Linked DNA regions of Zea mays: region 2 is linked to region 1. The links are chromatin contacts, called in public Hi-C maps. All regions are on one chromosome and are shown on one strand. Each heading gives the region's core, a stretch centred on a gene start, on an enhancer-like site or on the middle of the called end of the contact. The rest is flanking DNA. Distances are from core to core; before and after follow the strand shown.

Region 1 (6,721 bases), core at 2,325-4,824:
TTCTCCGGCTGTCCAAATACGTGGACAATCCCGGAACCACGCACATCACAAGTAATCTTGTGTTTGGACCGAATGAAACTATACAATCTATGCATTCATAGATTGTCTAGGTGCATTAGGCCCAAACATATGAATAAATGTGATGCATGTGCATGCTTCCGGAACGGGTGACGCCTAGGGTTAACTACTGGTCTGCGCACTTAACCCTAAAACTCTAGGAAAATAAACAGTGTATCATACTAATTAAACGACCACAACGTAGTTAACTCCCGTCGGCTTAATCAATACAATCAACCAACCGACGGGAATAAACATATTTTCGATATAAATATAAATATATATCGCAATGATATAATTTTAAATAATTTCAATCTTACTGTCTCAGTGGAGGTTGCAGCGGCGTCGGGGGAGGGGACGGGCGGGGGCAGCGGCGTCGGCAAGCCGCGGCGGAGGACGGGACGGGCGCGGCGGGGTCGGCGGCGGCGGCGTAGGCGCTGGCGGCGCTCGGGCGGGGCGGCGCACGGCGGCGGCGGCGGCGCAGGCTCGGGCGGCGCTCGGGCGGCGCTCGGGCGCACGGCGGCGGCGGCGCAGGCTCGGGCGGCGCTCGGGCGCTGGACGGCGATCGGCGGCGGCGCGGGATGAGTGGCCGGCGATGGATGAGTGGCCGGCGGCGCGGGATGAGCGACCGCGCGATGAATAGAGCCTGGGCGAGTGGCCGGCGCGCGCGTTTTAGCCGGGCCCGCCCTAAACCCCGTCGGCCTCCGGACTAACCGACGGGAGTTATTTTATCTCCCGTCGGCTTCGTTATGGCCGACGGTAGTTAATTAACTCCCGTCGGCAACCCTAAAAACCGACGGGAGTTATTTTATCTCCCGTCGGCTTCGTTATGGCCGACGGTAGTTAATTAACTCCCGTCGGCAACCCTAAAAACCGACGGGAATTATTATGGCCGACGGGAGTATTCAGTTTTGCTGTTGTGCACTCTCACGCCGGACTCCGGCCGCCTCGCTCCTCTCCCCCCTTTGTGCTCGCCCACGCGCTCGACCCATCTGGGCTGGGGCACGCGGCACTCACTCGTCGGCCTGAGGGACCCCCGGTCTCGAAACGCCGACAGTTTTTAAATTTTAGTTAGACGTGGGCTATACGAGGGAATGAGAATGGGAATGAGATTTACGAGAAGGGGGAATGTGAAAGGCAGAACAAGGAATGGTTGCAGAACATGGGAATGGATTGGGTTGTGCGGGGAAGGGAGAATAGGTAATGGAGAACAGGGAATAGGAATGACAGAACAGGAAATGGTGGCAGAACACGAAATGATAGGCTACCCTTGCAGCCTTAATAAGAGCATCTCCAAAGTCTTTCCTAAATCAAGTTTTTTAGGAAAAACACAAAAACGTGTCTCCAACAGTTTCCCTAAAACGCTCCCATCTTTTTCATAGCCCTTAAAACACCCTCATTTGTAGCTACAAATGAGGGTTTTTTTGGGCTCCCTAGAAACAATTTGCCGCTTTAAGAGCAACTCCAAAAGAACGTGTAAACTAACTCCAAAACAGATATTAGTTAAGAATAGTGGTTTTTCTTACTCCAACAGTTCCCTCATTCTTTCTCCAAAAAATTCACGTCCCGCATCCACAGTCTGCTCTCCCTCATATTTTGGTGTGTTCCATCCTCCCCAATCAATTCCTGAACGTATCAGATCATCCACAGCCTCCCGACGACTATACAGATTGCGCCACATGTCACATTTAGAGGAACGGTTAGAGTACCCATCATGATTCACTCTTAAAATTTTTAGCCTACTCTTAATAATCAGTTTTTAGGGTAAAAAATTTTAACATCTTTTTGGAGTTGCTATAAAGGATTTGTTGGAGAAAGGATTAAAATATGCCCCTACTAATCTTTTAAATGCCCTTTAAAACTGATTTTGAGGACTCATTTTCTAGGGAGCTCTTGAAGATGCTCTAAGTAGTACAAATTACCGGCGTATTAAGCTTGCTCTAACATATGCTCCCTCTATCATAAAATATAATTCTTTCTAGCACTCTTTTTTCCGTCCACAATCGAATGCATAATAATGAATATAGACATACATATAAACTATATTTATAGATTAATTAATGAATAAACGTTTAGTAAAAAGCGAATTATATTTTTGGGAGGGGGATTTTGAGTCTTATAGACTTTCTAAAAGTATTTATTTTATTGCCTTTATTTTTACTGTATAAAAGACCATTTATTAAACTCTCTCAGCTTATCAGCATCAGGAGTTCAGGACTACACTAGGTTCTGCAGGACCTTGAGCCGTGAGAGGGCTGTTATTGCCGTTGCTTTTTACAGTCACCGTATTCTTGTTCTTTGCTAAATAACCTCTTCCCCAGTTCAAATGAAAAGGAAAAAGCACACCTGCCATTGTTCCTCGACAACAGGAGGGACCTTTTTTTTGTTGCTAAATCAAGGATAATAATTTCTTCGAAAATAAGTTTCATGTTAAATTACCCACAAGAAAGGTTTCTGCCGTGAAGAACTTTGATGTTAGGAATGTTGAGCGTCGATCCCTCACCAGTCACCAGTTACCACAAAAATAAATTAGGTCCCTTATAGTGCCAAATAAGTTTGTCAACAATGACAAACAAAACTAAGAGTTGGCTACAAAATGCTACTTAGCTGAGTTCATTCAATAGTTTTCGAGCACACAAATTTGATGGGTAGCAGTTTGCTGATCTTGATTACTCTAGAGTCAACTAGAAATCAATACGTATAGCATTAAATATACACTTATGTACACCACCACCCCTATATCCTAGAATGGTAAGCATATTTCGATCAGATAAAAGTCAAACAAAATAGACGCGGAACATTACTTTTTTCTTAGGCTATCCGCAACCGTTACCCCTAAATTTTTCCCCCTATATCACTTTCTCCCCCTATTTTCTCCCCTATTTTTTCATCTCTCGCAGCGGTTCCCCCTAAATACTCCCCCTATACCCCACTACCACTATAAAATATCATTTTCTATACCAACTATCAATTTTTTATCTACTAACAATTACTCGTGGACCCACGACATAATGTTTAGGGTGATGAACAGTGACACGCTAGATCTAGGAGGAGAGAGAAGAGAATCGACATGTAGGGGACGCTGTAGGGGGCACCGCTGCGGCCATAGGGTGCCCCCTACGCGCCGCATGCAAGGGGAGGGGAAGGGGCATCGTCCACCGCTGCAGTTAGCCTTAGCATACGCTGTAAGTAATTTGCTAAGAACTAATATCATTCCGGAGGCTCTTTGAATAGAAATTTAATTTCATGACCTTGACTTGTATATAATTTGAATAAATTCTTATCAAACTTTGGTTTTTTCCTCCATAAAGCACGATTATAATTTCAGTGATGGAGGGAGCGCTAAGTAAAACCATTACTTGCAGCCATAAAATCCGTTCACTCACCAGCAACTAACGAATCCAGCTTCCAGCCTTCAAAACAAAAGGCAGCCATCCCCGAGCGGCCGAGCCCCACAGCAGGCCAGCACAGAAACGGTCCCAGAATGGCCGCCACAGAAGATGCACGCCCATTGTCAAAATTTCTCAGTGGACCTTTCTCTCCAAGTCTCAAAGATGACGGCCGCTTTGAGCCGCCCACCCACTGTCTTCGGCTCCCCTCTTTCTCTTCCCAAACCATTGCCTACTCTTCCTCTTCCTCTTCCCAACCCATCGCCGTCCCCGTCCGGCCGTCCTTCACAAACCATCTTTCTCCTCTCCATCAAGTGAAGTCCTATCCCTCCCCTTCCCTCTTCCTTCCTTCCCCCGCCTCCCTTCCTCCCCCAGTTCACATCACCTTTGCTTTGCTTTGCTTTGCCTTGCTTTCGTGCCGCCCTTCAACGCAAGAAGCCAACAAGCACAAGCAAGCCTCCAGTATCAGCAAGACAAGAACGTCGCGAGAGAAACCGTTGATCCCAACAAGCCAAGGAGAAATCCGGCTGAGGATTAAGCTGCGAGAAGCGAAGAAACACAGGAACTCGCCGCCCCCGTCGCTGAAGAAGAAAGCAGCAGCCACCAGCCATGGTGCGGAGCAAGGAGGCGCCGAAAAAGAAGCCCAAGGACCCGCTCCTGACGCCCCCGTCCAAGCCCAGGGGCGGCTTCCTGGACGAGGGCTGCCCGTGGAACCGCGGCGGCGCGGCCATGTCCCCGGCGCCGGCGTCGGTGCCCAGCTACATGCGGGGCACCAGCAGCTCTGACGCCAAGGCCGAGCGCCGTGGGCGGCCTGCGGCGACCGTTTCGGCGTCGGCGTCCCCCGCGAGGTGGAGGCCCGCGGCGTCGGTGTCAGCGTCCGCGTCGCCCGCGCCGCGGCGGAGGCCCGCGGTGCGGGTGCTGACCAAGGGGAAGGTTTTGTTCGCGGAGGAGGAACCTTGCTCTGGCTCCGGCATGGGCCGCGCCACGTGCTCCTCAACCATGAAGGACACCAAGTTCCCCGAAGCGCTCGACCTCGCACCGGGCTCCACCGACGCCGAGGGCCCCGCGGCGCTGCGGGTGTGCCCCTACACCTACTGCTCCCTCAACGGTCACGTCCATGCGCCGGCGGTGCCGCTCCGGAGCTTCCTCGCGTCGCGCCGCCGGCTCATCAAGACGCAGCAGAGCATGAAGCTCAAGGGCGTCTCGGCCTTCCGCAAGAAATCCGAGGAGAGGACCAGCGGCGGAAGTGGCAGTGGTGGAGGTGCAAAGATCGCGCCTTTGATCGACGAGGAGGCGGTCGGCGACTTCTTCGTCGAGGTGTACGGCGGCCCGAGGGTGAGCTCGGACATGAGCTGCAGCGACATGTCTCTCGACGAGATGGATGCCACGGTGCGGAGGATGGAGTTCGTCGTGTTCGATCGGTGCGGCGCGGACGAGGACGGTGAGAAGGGCAAGGATCTTGCGGTTTGCGATGATGGTGAACCTGAGCCTCGCCCGGTGTTGCAACAGAAGCATGGTGCCTTCGGGGACAGCTTGTCGGAGTGCAGTGGGGTACACATCGACAACGATTTCGTCGAGGAGTTGCCATGGTTGAAGTACCATGGATACGAGTATGATGATAGCTTGGACGATGAGATCTTGGAAGAACAGAGAATTGGGGAACAGGAGGTTGTTGGAGCAGAGTTTTCTGTGGAGCAAGAAGCAGAGCAAGGAACGTCCGGTAGATCCTCTGATGAATACAAAGAGGATGCTGCTGATGAGGAGAATACAACGAATTTGGTCCGTGACCAGGAGATCCTCTCAGATCAAGGTGTTGCTTGCAGAGTGGAGGCATGCGAGGAGCTGGGTGGAAGAGATGAAGACAACATCCTGGAGGCGTCTGCTGGACAAGGGAAGGCAGAAGAGAAGCTCTCTGATGATATCTACAAATCTGAGATACCTGATCAAGAAATAACAGCAAGGACATGTGCTACTCTGGAAGGTAGCTTCGAAGAGGATATTTCATCGGACCAAGAGGCAAATGATGATGATGAAGATGAGTGCCATGTGAAATCTGATGGCGAATCAGAGGACACTGAGGAGCAAGATCTGGAGGATCAACAGAGCATGCCAGATGATGTCTCTAAAATGGAGATTTCTGAGGACACTATCTCTGGTGATGGATGCAAAGAGGATTTTTCTGAGGAAGTAACCTCGGCAGCTGTGTTAGCAGGTGAAGTTTCTTACTTCAGTTCAATTGATTGTCAAGATGTTGGTATCAACAAATTAGTAATCGATAACCTTTGCCAAAATGATTGTACTGCAGATGATGTGTTTGAACAATATGAGAAGACTGTGGATGATGTGCATGAACAAGATAGCAGCCCTGCTAAGGCTCAAATGGAATTGGGTAATCCAACAAGCAAAAAGGAAGACACTTCTGAAGAAACTGCTATTTTGCAACAAATCAATCAAGACAGCAATGTGGATACTCAAAGGGAATTGGAGATTAGGGCATCCATATTGGAAGAATCTGGTATTGCTCAGCAAAGCAACCTTGATGGTGATAAAATGGAACCAGAGATTATTGTGTGCAAGCTGGAAGATGTTTCTGAAGAATCTGGTGCCTGCACTGAAAGCAACCTACATGATAATACAGAGTATGTTATAGACGATGCTGAAATGAGACAAGAAATTACTTTATGCAAGCGGGAAGATGCTTCTAAAGAAACTGGAATTGATCAAGAAACCTTAGAAGATGATAGCTCAACATGTGGTATTGTTGATGACAGAAACAATCTGGAGATCAATAACTGCAAATCGGAAGATGTTTCCATAGAATCTGTTGGCACTCAGGAAGCTGATCATAATGATAACTTTGCAAATTTCAGTAATGATGTTCAAGGGACTGCAGAAGATCATGACTCACATCTCATTGATGATGCTCAAAATGATATCCAAATCCCTGGAGGCAAATCAGAAGACACTTGCAAAGAATTTGATACCATGAAAGAAACTGATCAGAGTGATAGCTCTGCAAATGTCAGATATGATGCTGAAGAAACTGTAGAAGATGATGATTCTGTGTGTGTCAGTGATGATGCTCAAAATGATCTGAAGAATACCAAGTGCAAATTGGAAGATGCTTCCAAAGAATCTTCTACTGCTCGCGAAGCTGAGCGGAGTGATAGTTCTGCAAATGTCATTGCTGATTCTCAAAATGGATCTGAACTTACCACAAATGAGTTGGCAGTCATTACGATCAGTAACGACAAGGAAAATGAATCCATGCTTTT
Region 2 (6,721 bases), core at 1,332-3,831, 230 kb after region 1:
TGTCAAGAATATTGGAAAATCCTTTTCTAGCAACGGCTTGTCGTTGCCTCTCATTCAATATCTTAATAGTTATAATCACATCCTGAGGGTTGCATCTAACATTGAGTTTCTGAAATAATGTATGTTAAATGTTATGAAAACAATGAAATAAATGTGGCATGAGCTATAAAATTAGCACTCATAATGTAAGGGATGCAACTAAAATAACATAATACCTAGTTAAGTAAACTAAACTGCATTATCTGTAGACAATAAAAAAGTGTCTAAGTGTTGTAAAATAAATATGATATTGTAAATGCAATTCAGAACTTGGAACCTAACGTGAAAATTCGACTAGATTCATCCTTACTGTATACTACTAAATAATATCTAATATGTTGTATCAGGTCATAATTATTGAATACTAATTAGTATTTAATATATATGAAATCATAAGTATAACATATAACCTGCCGTGGAGTTTCTACTACTTTCGGCCTCTTTGTACATGTCTTCCGTAAGATATTCATATGACTTCCAGTAGCATTACGCTTCTTTGTAGGTGTCATGAAGTCATCGTCGTCATTGCCAGATCCAGTTTGTTCATTGGCTTCATAAATAACAGATGGTTTCTCGATAGGTGCAGGACACTGATCAGAATGCTTTGTGTTTGGAGGAACTCCAATAGAGGCCGGTCGTGGTATCTCAACACTAAAGAACTCTTGGCTTGACTCAATGGTTATGCGTTTGGGATTAGCGGGAGGACGATCAACTGACTTCATTTTTTGGGGTAGAACAAACTAAGTAAATGAAAAAGAACATCAGGAAATAATACTATACCATACATAATAATTAAATAAATATAACATTATGAAACTGTTGGGGTATGTATAGTGTGTGTATTGTGCATAACAACAGATGTAGACAACGTAAATGAGAAGAAGGAATGCATAACAACAGATATGTGAAAACTCACATTTAAATAAAACAGTACATAGTGTGCATAAATAAATTATGCAATATAATTCATAACAGTATATGTAGTATAACTATCAGAAACAACAATAATAACACAGTACAATAACATCACTAATCTATTGATTGCTATTGTAAAAAAATATATTGTGTTTATAAACAACACTCAGTACCTATATAAAAATGAACAGAATGTAACAAATATGCAATTGAAAAAATTGGAAGACATTATCGGATACTACATATAATGAGGCGATTCAATTAATTTCGAATCAATTGAAGGGATGTAGAAGGGGCGGGGCGAACCTGATGGACATTAGCGGCTGAACTATGTAAAAGAATGGGGGGAACTCGAAAGACTGAGAGGGGAAACGAACCAGGGAAGGAGAACGACGGCGGTGAATCGATGAACAACGGAGATTACGGCGGTGGAAGAGGTGGGGGCGGTCGTCGATGGCGATCGCAGGAGCGAATGACGACGACGGGGAGGAACTGATTTTTTTAGGGTTTGGGTGGACCCGAGCTGAATTAATTGAAAGGTGTCTGTTGTGTGTGGCTCGTTGACCATATTAGCTCGGTCGGCCCGCGGGGGAGCGGCGAGGGACTGTGGGTCCACTAGTCAGCACACAGTCAGGGTGAAGGTTTGGTAACTGCGTGATCATAATAAGCATAAATAGCTGTGCAAAGTATCGTAAACAGTTTACAAAAAATAATTAATCAAGACCCACGCCAAGGTACGTAATATAATAAATCCCAAAATGATATGTAGTTGTTAACATCGAAGTATACAATCATAAATCCCAAATACTACACCACACCGACCAAGCCGCATCGACGTGTCAAATTATGAAACGGTTGGAGTCATAATATGCAAGTATAAACGCGGCCAACTCCAACGCGGGTCGTGACCACGACGCCGGAAAACCCGCGCGAAGCATACGCACTCACCGTGTCAGTTACGTGTTTATGCATACGTAATTTGAATGAAACGGATGCATAAATGGTAATAGAGGGTGCGCACGTACGACCCACCTTCAATCGGTGCATGTGCGCGGTACTCGGACCACCTGCCACGTCGACCCGCGCCCGGCACAACTAGACTGGCAGGGGCTCCCTGCATTGATGGAAGCCCAGGGCTCCTAATACTATAACTATATATATATATATATATATATATATATTTCATATTTTTCTCTTTAGATTTGAATCCGATATAGATATTATCGAGTTGTGTTGGATAAAATTTGAACGGATATTGATATCTTGAATACTCAACTTTATATATAGATATAGATTGAATACGGATCAAATACTAAATACATAGACTCAAATACGAATCGGTTATTAACCCTCATAGAACTTATTTGGTTAAGTGTAAATTAAGAGAAAATTAAATCTCTCGCTAGTTAAAATTAATAATTTAATCTTCTTAATCTCCTTGGACTCGAATGCAACTGAACAAGGTCTACTGAATTGGAATATGAACATTTACCACCGTGTCGAGGAGTCGGCATTATATCGAAGCTGGACTTTTTTCTCAGCCAAGTCGGCATAGAAAACTTTTTCACCTGACAACTTGAGTAAAGCAGCCCAACAACTAGAGTACTAGACTAGACTACTGGGCTTTGAGCCATGAACTTTCAATCTAAGCCCAGCTTCGAGCTCTGGCAGTCTGGCACACCGCACTCTGCCACAGGTCCACGCTTCCACCAGCCCACTCCCCGTCGCCGACCTCACCCCCCTCATGGACGGTGGCCGAGCCGCAGCCGTCGGCGGCGACCCCTCTCCCATCGCTGCTCCTTCCAATCCCCCGGCGCTGAGCAGCCGGCCCGTCGATGTCTCCTCGTTCACCCATACCCCGTGCTACTGGTAACCAACCCCTTTGCCCATTTTATCGATCCATAGTTTCTCGCAGTAGATTCAAGCCACATGGTTGACCACTAGGAATTAGTATTTCCCTTCTTCTGAAACCTTGTTTCCCGTTCCACCTCTTCTGATCATGGAAGAACTTCGAACTGGAGGTGAATATTTGCTGTATAAAGAGTTGTGTATTGGGTAGACCGGTAGAGGTCAGTCTAGTTGAAAGTTGAGTCTTTAGTGTGTGTCCATCAGTCCATGGTATGTTTAACGGGAGTGGGAATTAGTATAATGCAACCCTTATCATTTGCCTAGTTGCTGTTGGTAGTCTTGTCCTACGGAAATTAGCACAGTCATCCTATGTGAACTTTAGTTCTGTGATAAGACTTTATAGGGATATAATCATATTATCTTATCCAGAATACCATATCTAGTGCACCTCGATGAGTTGTTCTTTTCTGTAACATTCTACAGATAATTGAGGCTTGGATACGGATGCAGTTACATGCATGGGGATGGGGAGACAGAATCATTGCAGCCTAATAATCATCATTCTTTGCATTGTAGCTAACCCAACTCAAAGCATTACGCTAACCGCATACTCTGAATAAGCCTTTTCCAGGGGGACGGGAATAACTATAGGCGCGAGGAAATAGGAACGCGAGCGATTTATAGCAGGATTAGTTTTGCCTCTGGTGAGATAATCGTAATCTAGGGGACGGGAATAACCATACGCGCTTCGCTTGTGACGCACGACGGTCGAAACTCGTGCTTTAAAGGAGTAGATATGTGGCATGATAGAAGTAAGCAAAACCAATACATGTATAGTTATAATTGCTCATAGACTCTGTTGTTTAAACAAACCTTGGCTATTAATAAAGGAAGATACTTTTTTTCCATAGTAGGCATGGTTTTAAAGGCGGCTAGGCGGAACTAGGCGCCCAGCCACCGCCTGAACGCCTAGGCGACTTAGGCAGGCGCCTAGGCGACGCCTTACTAGCCTCATTTTTGGGTGTTGACACCTGAGAGAAAGCAGGGGAGGAGGACCTACCAGTCTACCACTCTACCAGTGAGGGGCGCCCAGGGAGGGGGAGCAGCCGGCCAGCCGCGTGCCCAGCGAGCAGCAGCCGCGTGCAGGGAGGAGGAGCCACGTGCAGGGCGCGCGCAGGGAGGAAGAGCCGCGCGCGCAAGGTGAGAGAATCAGAGAACAGCCGCCAGCCGTGCGCGCAAGGGGAGGAGCAGTCGCGCGCAAGGGGAACGCGCGCCAATTTACAGGGGAAACGCCCGCCAAGCTAGCGCATCGGGCACCAAAATCCAGCGCCAACAAACCCTAGGTTAGGCGTCGCCCAGGGGGAGAAAGGCGTCGCCCAGACGCCTACCGCGCCTAGGCGGACGCCATACTCAATTTTACCTGGGTGGCGCGGACGCCTAGCAAAAAATGTCGCCTGGACGCCTAGGCGACACCTTTTAAACAATGATAGTAGGTGAGCCCAAATTTCATTACTACATCACAACCTAATTACAAGAACCCAACAGTTTGAAAGTCAACCGATCATATCATCAGCACAATTTGTTAGAGGAATGGCAGGCTCATGGCCTCATGCAACCTTTTTCTTGCTACTGCCTATATCACTCTACATTAGCCATGACCATAGAAGTTTTTTAGAGGAAAATAACACATGGCTGCCCACAGCTGACAGCACTCCTGCATTTTGAGAAAAAAATATTGATTTATACAAATTCCTACCAACTAACTCTAAACCATGATGCTTTAGTTTTGTTATGATTCTAGTAGCACATCAAATGACTCTGCGATGTATGGCCAGACTCTTCTATCATGTGTAGCACATGAATGGTAGAAACAGATCTGACTTCTAGCCTTCTGTCTTGGTTTAACGAGAGTAATTCATTTCAAAACAAGGAAAAAATGTTAGTAGAATCAGTGCAATTCTCAGAGCTTAGATGGCCCACACCTGAGATTGAAAACTATAACTGCATAATTGTTAGTGATGCCACTTCAGTGGATTACCATCAACCTAGAAGTGTTTGTATATACAATAACTTTATTTTATAAATCTGTCCAAAAAGTTATGTAGACAGTATGGTTTGGTTGGTAGTTAAGCTTTTATCTCCAGATATGCTTTTAAGAAGGCTGTACTGTGGCAGATTCCTCCCGTCAAAGCTATCGTTTTTGTAATATATAAAAAAACTATACGAAGAAATCATATATAAGGTGCAATGCATATACTTGTGTTTTCTTTATGTTTATTTCATTCATTTACATTTGGTTCTCGAAGGACAGGTCTGGCGCTTTGTTGAGATTCCTTCACACTGAGCCAAAGGTCCTGGGTTCGACGCAGCCCCTCTGCAAAATGCAGGGGGTAAGGCTTGCCTTAGTTATTTCTTCCCAAGACCCCACTCATGTGGGCTCCACCAGCACTGCGTCTGTCCTTTTTCTTTACATTTGGTTATTGATGTTCCTTTGTCTATTTATATAGTTTACGTTATTTTTTTCTCATGTGATCTTCAATAACCCATACAGAATATTAGAGTATATCTGGTAGTTAGGGATATTGTAATCCCATATTGCCATGTATATCAGTGAGCTGTCTTGGCCCCACCCCACCACAAACCTTTAGGCTTTTGATGCAGAGCCAAGGCCAGTGACTGTGTACTCGTATGCCTCTGTTAGAGCATCTCCAACAGAAGTCCTAAACATAGTTGTATTTTGAAATATAAGACTCTAACGTCAAAAACCTGTTCCAACAGGGGTCCTATTTTACAAAAAATCAATCAAATAATTATAGGACTCGGCCTCTCAAATCCTAAATGTCTAAATATTGGACCCCATATGTTGGAGCCCTATCCTCATTTTGTACAGTATTCCTAACATTTTATTTCATAGATAATATGATCTATTTCCTAATAACATGATATAGGACACAACTGTTGGAGTTGCAAATGATTTTGTGGCCCTAAACACTTCAAATCAGGTCTTATTTTATTTTTTAGTACTCAAATATAGGACTTCTTGTTGGAGATGCTCTTAATGCTTTGGACTTGCCTCCCTCCATGGCTTCAACCACGTCCACCTAAACATCGGCTACTTTGATGACAAAAGAGCTACTTGTTGTTTTATACTTCAGTCTCAGCATGTACATTGCGGCGGCGCTATGACCGCAGGGCATGTTTGTCTTCGCTGCTTCTCTGGTCTGGCTGTCTGTGATGTTAGAGTATATCTGGTAGCTAAGGAGTAAGGATACATTGTAATCCTATATTGCCATGTGTATCATGGAGACAACTTGCCACCAAGTATTGTCTCTATTTATATCGCCCGAGGGCTCAGTGCAATTATCCACAAATTATATGCAAAACCTTCCTGCTTTCAAAGAATACAAAATATCATTGCTGTTTATATTTGCTATTAACAGATGGATTTCATTTCCTACATGCAGCGAAGAAAATGTTTACATGTTATGTAACGAGCTTATTAGAACCGGAGTGGCTGATCCTGCGGGCACTGATCTTTATGTTGTTTTCATATCCAACGAGGAAAAAAAGGTGATTTATTGCTTATTTTTCTATTGTTGGAGATCTTATTTTCCTTCAGTTGGAAATTTCCCTTCCATTCAGGTTCCTCTCTGGCATCAGAAAGCAGGCCATTCTGATGATGGATTTATTTGCTGGGATTATCACGTGATATGCATCCAGGTAAAGCTAACTAAATTGCTGTGGTATTTATCTTTAGTTTAGTGTGTACTGCTGACATAAAAGCAGTGCATTTTGTATCATGTAGTGTTTCATGGTACTTCTTGATGTGCATATGGAAGTCTAGGCGAAGCAAAGAAGTTCTTGATTTTGTTTGGGATCTGGACTCCGATCTTCCTTTCCCTTCCCCATTGATCCAATA

The links. A called contact is a pair of places that touch in the nucleus more often than the background predicts.
Region 2: a contact with region 1 is called in a Hi-C map of leaf, with 7 times the contacts expected there. The contact joins the promoter of LOC103630307 here to the promoter of LOC103630302 in region 1. A contact is called at or near these places in 3 of 25 Hi-C or Micro-C datasets (bundle sheath, ear and leaf).

What each region holds. Positions count from the first base shown.
Region 1 is chr6:153,721,933-153,728,653 of Zm-B73-REFERENCE-NAM-5.0, forward strand. It overlaps LOC103630302 (calmodulin binding protein PICBP), which reads left to right and starts at 3,575. Exons shown (of 3, transcript XM_008651364.4): 1 at 3,575-5,658; 2 at 5,752-6,721. The coding sequence starts at 4,056.
Region 2 is chr6:153,953,091-153,959,811 of Zm-B73-REFERENCE-NAM-5.0, forward strand. LOC103630307 (protein N-terminal glutamine amidohydrolase) reads left to right here and starts at 2,582. Exons shown (of 6, transcript XM_008651370.4): 1 at 2,582-2,823; 2 at 6,267-6,372; 3 at 6,445-6,522; 4 at 6,642-6,721. The coding sequence starts at 2,699.